Linked DNA regions of Manis pentadactyla: region 1 is linked to region 2. A link is a contact called in public Hi-C data. All regions are on one chromosome and are shown on one strand. The core of a region is the stretch at or near the end of the contact, and the rest is flanking DNA. Distances in the headings are between cores, read along the strand shown. Region 1 holds the start of SLC25A51 (solute carrier family 25 member 51). Region 2 holds the start of POLR1E (RNA polymerase I subunit E).

Evidence for each region. Hi-C and Micro-C count contacts between places; a contact is called where the count stands out from the background.
Region 1: a Hi-C map of skin fibroblasts shows a contact between it and region 2, with 5 times the contacts expected there. The contact joins the promoter of SLC25A51 here to the promoter of POLR1E in region 2. A contact is called at or near these places in 2 of 3 Hi-C or Micro-C datasets (fibroblasts and skin fibroblasts).

Annotation. Positions count from the first base shown.
Region 1 is chr3:187,994,321-187,997,624 of mManPen7.hap1, forward strand. SLC25A51 (solute carrier family 25 member 51) reads right to left here and starts at 1,359. Exons shown (of 2, transcript XM_036888403.2): 1 at 1,146-1,359.
Region 2 is chr3:187,636,912-187,640,458 of mManPen7.hap1, forward strand. It overlaps POLR1E (RNA polymerase I subunit E), which reads left to right and starts at 1,848. Exons shown (of 14, transcript XR_008996558.1): 1 at 1,848-2,029; 2 at 2,529-2,632; 3 at 3,474-3,547.

The DNA.
Region 1 (3,304 bases), core at 109-2,608, 360 kb after region 2:
TCTCAAAGGACGTGAACTCTCCTAAGTCAGCATATCTCAGACAGCATTCAGCAGAATGGGTTCAAGTCCTACTTATGACATTATCTTGCTAATATAAATATAAATATAAATATAAATATAAACCAAAGTCTCTAATTCAAAAACCCACTTCTCTGGGTTTACTTTAATCTACCAAAGGAGCGACCAGGTAAATCCATTCCTCGTACAGATAAACAGATTGTGATTTTTCCCTGAGATGCACTGACTCCAGACCCAAAGCGCCTAACCCGTACTCTGAAACCACTAGGATGTGATACCAGTCCTTGCACCTTTTGAATCCTTTCAAAGCAAGGGCGCAGGAGGCTCAAACATGCGGGATCATTACACACTCAGTTTAAGGGCTTCTCTTTGACAGCTTACAGTCAGAAAAACAAGGTGGAAATTAAGACCAGCTGTGTTCAGCTGTAAGGGACAAAATAAAGGTTATGCCCAAAGGGTAAATAAAACTCAAGCATCGACATGCTCCGTCCAGCTAAGCTTAATACCAAAAAATCGGCACAGAGATTTACAATTAACAACACCGCCCCTTCCCCCCAAAAAAGCCTACAACTGAGTCGCCTACAGCGCGATGCAACATGGTGTCGCAGAATAAGCCCTACCTAGCAGTGGCTGCACTTACCGCTCTCCAGGAGACCATTTCCCCAATCTGTGACAACAGCGGGGAGGGGAAAGGGCCCCCTTCGCCTCCCACACTCTGAAATAGACTCGGGAATGCCGGAACCCCAGACCCGGGGGACGGGGGGCAGGGGCCCTTCCGCCGTCCCAGCGCCGTCAGAGCCGCTCGGCCCCGAGCGCAGGCACAGGCCGGCCCCTCCGCGCCCTGCGGTTCGTCAGCGCCAGGAGGCGCCTCCCCGCCCGGGGCGCGCCCAGATGAACGCGCTGCCTCCCCGCCCGGGAAGCTCGCTCCGACAGCCAGACGGCGCCCGGGACCAGCGAAGCCCCGCGGAGGCGGGACAGCCGGGAGCCGAGAACGGACCCGCGCCCCCGCGGGCAGCTTCCCCGGCCCCGGCCGCCGGCCCCTCCCGGACGGCGCACGCGCGGGGGCGGCGGAGCGATACTTCCACAACCTCAACGCAGAGGGAGTTCCCTCCCGCCTCCGCACTCACCCCTTGTTTCCCCCTCGCCGGCCTCCCGCACTCACCCATCGCCGCGGGTGCTCAGTAGCCGCCAGCCCGCAGGTCGGCGAGCCCGCGAGCCTGCGGCCGCGCAGGCGCAGACCTTGACCGAAGCCAGTGCGCGGGGCGTAGCGAGACGCGCTGGGAGGTGTCCGAGTGCGATCACGTGAGGGAGACGCCGCCGCGCCGCCTCTGCGCTACTGCGGAGTCAAAGGACGGCGCCCCTACTGCGGGCTACGGTTGACTGGGGCGGGGCAGGTGTAGGGTCACCCATCACATCTGTCGTGAGGCATTGGGGCTCCGCCAGTCGCAGTACTAGACGCTTGGTGCCGTACGGTGGCCTGGCCTTGCCACAAGCGGGCAACGCGTTCCCCTGTGCAATCTGCGGGAGGAACAATGGGAATTCACGGTTGTGGGTGGCCAGCGCGTGAGCTTAACACTTTAAAAGTGCCTCGTCTAACTCCCCTCTGTAGCCTTGGTTAGATTCCATTAAACCCTCGGAGTGGCCTTTTGTCAGCTACCGATACCGCAATTTTCAGAATACCTGTGTGTGTGCTTTAGGACATACAAATGACTTTAAACCCTGTTTCCAACCTCAGACAAGTTTGGTTTTTGGACTCCACTGACCCGGAGTTAGGTCAAGTCATAGTCCCGACATTTCATGGGAATGGCGTTGGACAAGTCACTGTCCCTGAGCCCCCCCCATCTCTGTCTGAAAAATAACACCTGCCTTGCATGCATCCCTCTGCCCTCATAAGAACCACTGGGAATGATCTGACTAACTTGCAAACTGGAAGGCACACAACATGGATGGGAGGGGTTGAGGGAAAGGGAAAGGTCAGCCTGAAGAGGAGAGGCTCTTCAGGAGGTTTGTCAGTTTGTCAAATATGTGCAGTGTATAGACTTTACTTGGATAGGCAACTCCACTGGAGTGAAGTGTTAGAGCTTAAGCTGTAGCTGGATAGCTTTCCCTGCCCCTTTCCCCCAAAGAGCACTTCGTAGATACTGACTTCAAAATATGTGTGGTCTGCTTGAGGTGGTCTGTTTAACTGCTTCTTGGGCTATGGGAGACATGCTACCTAATTTTATCACACACTCTACTGAGGTACCTACTGTGTGCTACTGTGCCTAAGCTCTCTTGAAGGAGCTGAGAGTCTAATAAAAGATATAAAAACAAAGGACTCTGGACATTTAGAAGCACAAAGAGCTTTCCCCTAGAGAGCGAGCCAGGAACGGATTCATGAGGCAGAAAGGGTTTGAACTGGGCCGTGGAGGATGCATGAACAGAATTTGGACTAGTGGAGAAAGTCACAGAAGCAGGAGATAAGATTGTAAAGGTCACCTGGGGGCTGATAGTGCAAATCTTTCACTGTCAGACACTAGCACCTGACATCTAATAAGTGTGCAGGTTAGATTTGGGGCCCCACAGGATAATGACAAGGCATTCACCTCAAATTTGTGGTTGCCCTGTCTTGGGTGAAGTTATGTTCAGATGTATTATTCAAAATATGAATAAATCAGGCAGGCATCCATCATGTTCAGAAGCATAGATAATTCATTTCAGATAGGAACGGAGAAGTTACTGTCCTGTGGTGAATCCTGAAGAGGAGGAAAATATTTAAGCTAAGTCCAAACTGGGACAATACTCAAAAGAGTAAGGAAATGCCAAGCCAACAGGAGCACTAAGTGGAGTTGAGCCAGTCCGTTTCCTTTATGTTGCAGGCTACAGTGCAGGCTGCTGCCCCTCAAACTCCTTGTCAGAAACCCCCAGGCCCTTAATTGGCTCTTTTTTGGGTATATCAATAGTGAAGATCAAAACCTTCTACCTTCTAATTCAGAGGTTCATCATAAAGTTAGCCTTACATTTCTCTGTCCTCATCCACTCACTCTTTCATTCTTCAGTCACTTAAACTGCCCTCTATACCTCCTGCCTCCACGTCAGCTGCCAGATAACATCCTCTAACCCAACTTTGATCATCTCATTCCTCAGCTTAAAAACCTCCAGTGGTTCCCACTTGCCTCCCGAATAAATCCAAACGCTTGAACTTGGCCCAAGAGCTGTCTGTGTTCTGGCCCCTTTGCCCATCTGTTCACCTTATCCCCAACCACTTGCTGTACTTCAGCCATGTGCAAACCCTCAAAGGTTTGCA
Region 2 (3,547 bases), core at 598-3,097:
CAGGTGTGTGCCTGTAGACTATGTGTTAATCCGAGCTAGACAAGGGCAATAAAACATCCACGTATGAAAAAGATTTCTCTCAGAACATGAGGGGGGAGGTTCTAAGCCTCACCTCTGCTGATCCCCATTTTCTCACCTGATGGCCCCCCTGCGACTGTGCCTGTCTTAGGTTGTTCCTCCCTTGAGGAATCTTACCCGTCTCTGGCTAACCAGTCATCTTCTGGGGCCATACAAGGAAATGTTAAGTTGGTAGGTGAGAGAGAAGCCTTATTGTTTGAAAAGGTTAGCTTTTTACTTCTTTGCATATTTATGCCCTGTGGCTTCTATGCCCAGCATTTTTCTTGAGGTGTCTTTACCACTTGGAAGAATTATGATACTCGGTAAATTCGACATTGTGGCACCAATTCTATTTAAGGGTTGTAATTAGGTAGGAAGAAGAAAAGCTATAGAAGTAGCAGGCGGAAGAAAACCTGGGAAGATTGATTATTTCTTTGACATATCTTCTTGTAGAGTAACTTCAGCATGGATAGGTTTTAAACTACTAATTAAATTGTGCACACACATTAACATAATAGGTGTACAGTTATGTAACCAAAGCATACCTGTAATTACCAGCCATCTCCAGTGAAACCAAGAAAACCAGTTAGGTGAATTCTTAATTGTAGTAATTCTGGGTCTTTGCTTTCAATCCATGTGATATCTTCACTCTTCCACCTGGCTGTAAAGCAGCCAATTCTTAGGACTTCCACAGACTCTGACTGGTAAACTTCTGCCTTAAAAGGGAAAGAATCGGTACAACAGTGCTTCCTAACCTTCAAGTACACATTAATCACCCAGGGAGGGATCTACACACAGGGCAGATAACCATTTCCAAACACTGTCACAGAGCTGTGGACAGCTGTCTCCCGAGTCTAGAGCCACGACAATGAAATGCAGCATATGATTCTGGACAGGATCTTTTTGCTATAAAAACATTATTGGTACCCTTGAAGAAGAAGGCGATGTGAAGAACAGAGATGAGTCAGCCAGAGTTCTTGCCCTTAACCTCTAACGGTATCTTCCTTTGGGTAAAAGGGGTCCCAGCCTGGATCCATGTTTAAAAGCCTTGTTTGGTCCTCCTCCTGCTCTGATAATTTCCCAAACGGGGGAAGGGTTGAACCAGTAGCAACAAATGGACATGCCCTTCAGATTGAGTTCCCCCTTCTAGTCGAGCCTAAAATTTCCTGCCCAAATGCTCTTCAGCCTGCCGGTCTTCTCCCCAGGTCCCTCCTCGCATAATTGGGCCACAGGTGTATGTGTGCCTAGCCCTGAGGAGTGATCACGCCTTGTACCTGGTCCAAACAGTTTACAGGATTGTGGACAAAGCTTGGGTTTAAGGATTGGATGTCCACGTGTGTGGACGGAGGCCCTACAGAGCTGGTTTTTTTGCTAGTTGCTACATTTAGTTGGGGCTCAAACTGTGTCTTTAAGATAATTCTATATTTGAACTTTGCTTTTCAGGTTTCAGTAAGATTTGGCAGTAGGAAACACTAACCATACCCCAGCTAGACCGCGCCGAGAAAGGAGAAACCATACACTACAGTTAAGCCGAGAGCTACGGGATATTTAAGCTCTTGGGCCTCCGGGAAATGCACAGGCTGAATGCTGGGCCAATCAGCAGCTGCGCCTCCGAGAGTCCGGCCAGGGGAGAAGAGAGACACTGAGTCCGCGGAAACCACGCCTCTCCGAGCGGAGGGGCAGGAAGAAGGGTGGGCGGGAATCGCGTGCCTAGCACCTGCGGTAGCGCGCGTCGGGGCGGTATCTGCTGGGGGTGGAGCCACGCGTCTCCGTGCGCGCAGGGCGGGACCCAGCCGAGCCACGCCTCTTCCGGCGAGCGGCACTTCCTCCGCGTGCGGGTAAGCGTGTGAAGGTCCAACTGTTTTAAATTCGGGTTCTGGCTGCCGTAGGGGCCGGATGGCGGAGGGGGCGTTGTCCAGTGCGAGGTGGCAGTACTGTGGAGAGCCGGATAAGAGCCAGAGAGCTGTGCTGGGTAAGGATTGCGGAGCCGCAGCAGAGGTTTCCATTAACTCCCTCCCCTTTCGTCTCGATCTGCAGTCCTCCCCCTTCCTGCGTCGGGCCTTTTTCTCAGCTGGGCCACGACCCCCTCTAGTCTCCACCGCTGCGTGGGGGCTTGGCCAGGCCTCTTCTGTCATCCCACCATGCACAACCCAGACCCCTCCCCAGGCCCCTGTCATCTCCTCGCTCACCAGGTTTCACCTGCCCCTCCTCTGGGCAGGGATTCCCTGTGTCTCTCTAGGTCTAGACCAGGCCTCCTCAGTCAGCCCCCTCCCCCTAATTATTCCCTCCTCCCCAGGACTCCCTTTCCCAGGACACCCCTCTCCTCCCCATCCTCTCTTTCCAACCAGACCAGGACTTCCTTCAGTCCCCGTTTAGGTCAGGACCTGGCCTTCTTTGCCATCCCCATTCCTCCAGTTTCTCCTTACCATACACCTTCTTCTGTCATTTAATTGTCAACTCTAACTTTACAGTCCAGTTCTCCAATGGGAAGCTGCGTAATCCAGGGAACATGCGCTTTACCTTGTACAAGAACGATGACTCCACCAACCCCAGGAAGAGGAGTCAGCGGATCCTGGTAGGTGCTCCTGGGGCTAGTTGCCTCCACTCTGCAGGCCTCAGGAGGCCTCTTGGATGTGGGTGTAACTGGGAGGGTGGAGAGAGGAGAAAAGGAAATATTCCCAGGTGTCCATGGAAGGTGGATTTCCTGTGTTGAGAACCACTGTTATGTAGCGGTGAGAACTGCGTGGGAGGCACTCATACAAGGAGACAAAGCTCAGGGCCTAAGGGGGAGAGGACAGGGCAGAGTGAGCTCAGTCAGAGGAGTCACTGCTTGCCAGAATGGCTTGTGGGGTGGGGATGGCAGTGAATTGCAGCTGAGCCCTACCTGAATAATGGAAAAGAGCTTGACAGCTGAGGTTTAGTATTTCAGGTGAAGAAGATACCAAGGTCAAACAGGGAAGCAGGAAAGCTTGGCTGTGATTGAGGGGTGAACCAGCCGCTTCCATAGTCCTGAAATCTATAGGGAGCAGTCATGGGAGATGTAGGCAAAGAGGTTCAATAAGGGCTTGGACTTTGGGCCCAGGAGGTTACTTGCAGAATCATTTTGGTGCATGCCTGTAAATGTTGGGAGCCCAAGGCCTTTCCCACATCCTGTAGTGCAGCTCCCCCCAGAACTTTTCAGACTAACTGGAAGCTAGCACTGTCTGGGGCTTCCCTTTGAATAGTTCTTTTGTCTTTCTCCCAGGGACACTCCAGATTCACTTAGAGATAGTGGGGCCAGATTGTCTCCCAGAAGCTCTCTAGTTCTGATCCACTGTGGTATGGATTCTAAAACTTTTGCAAATGTGAAAAAGGGAGATAGGTGATTAATACCTTTTAAACTGGTTGTAATGGAGCTTTTCCCCTCTACATTTTAGGCAGCTGAAACAGACAGACTCTCCTATGTAGGAAACAATTTTGGAACTGGAGCCCTCAAATGCAACACTCTGTG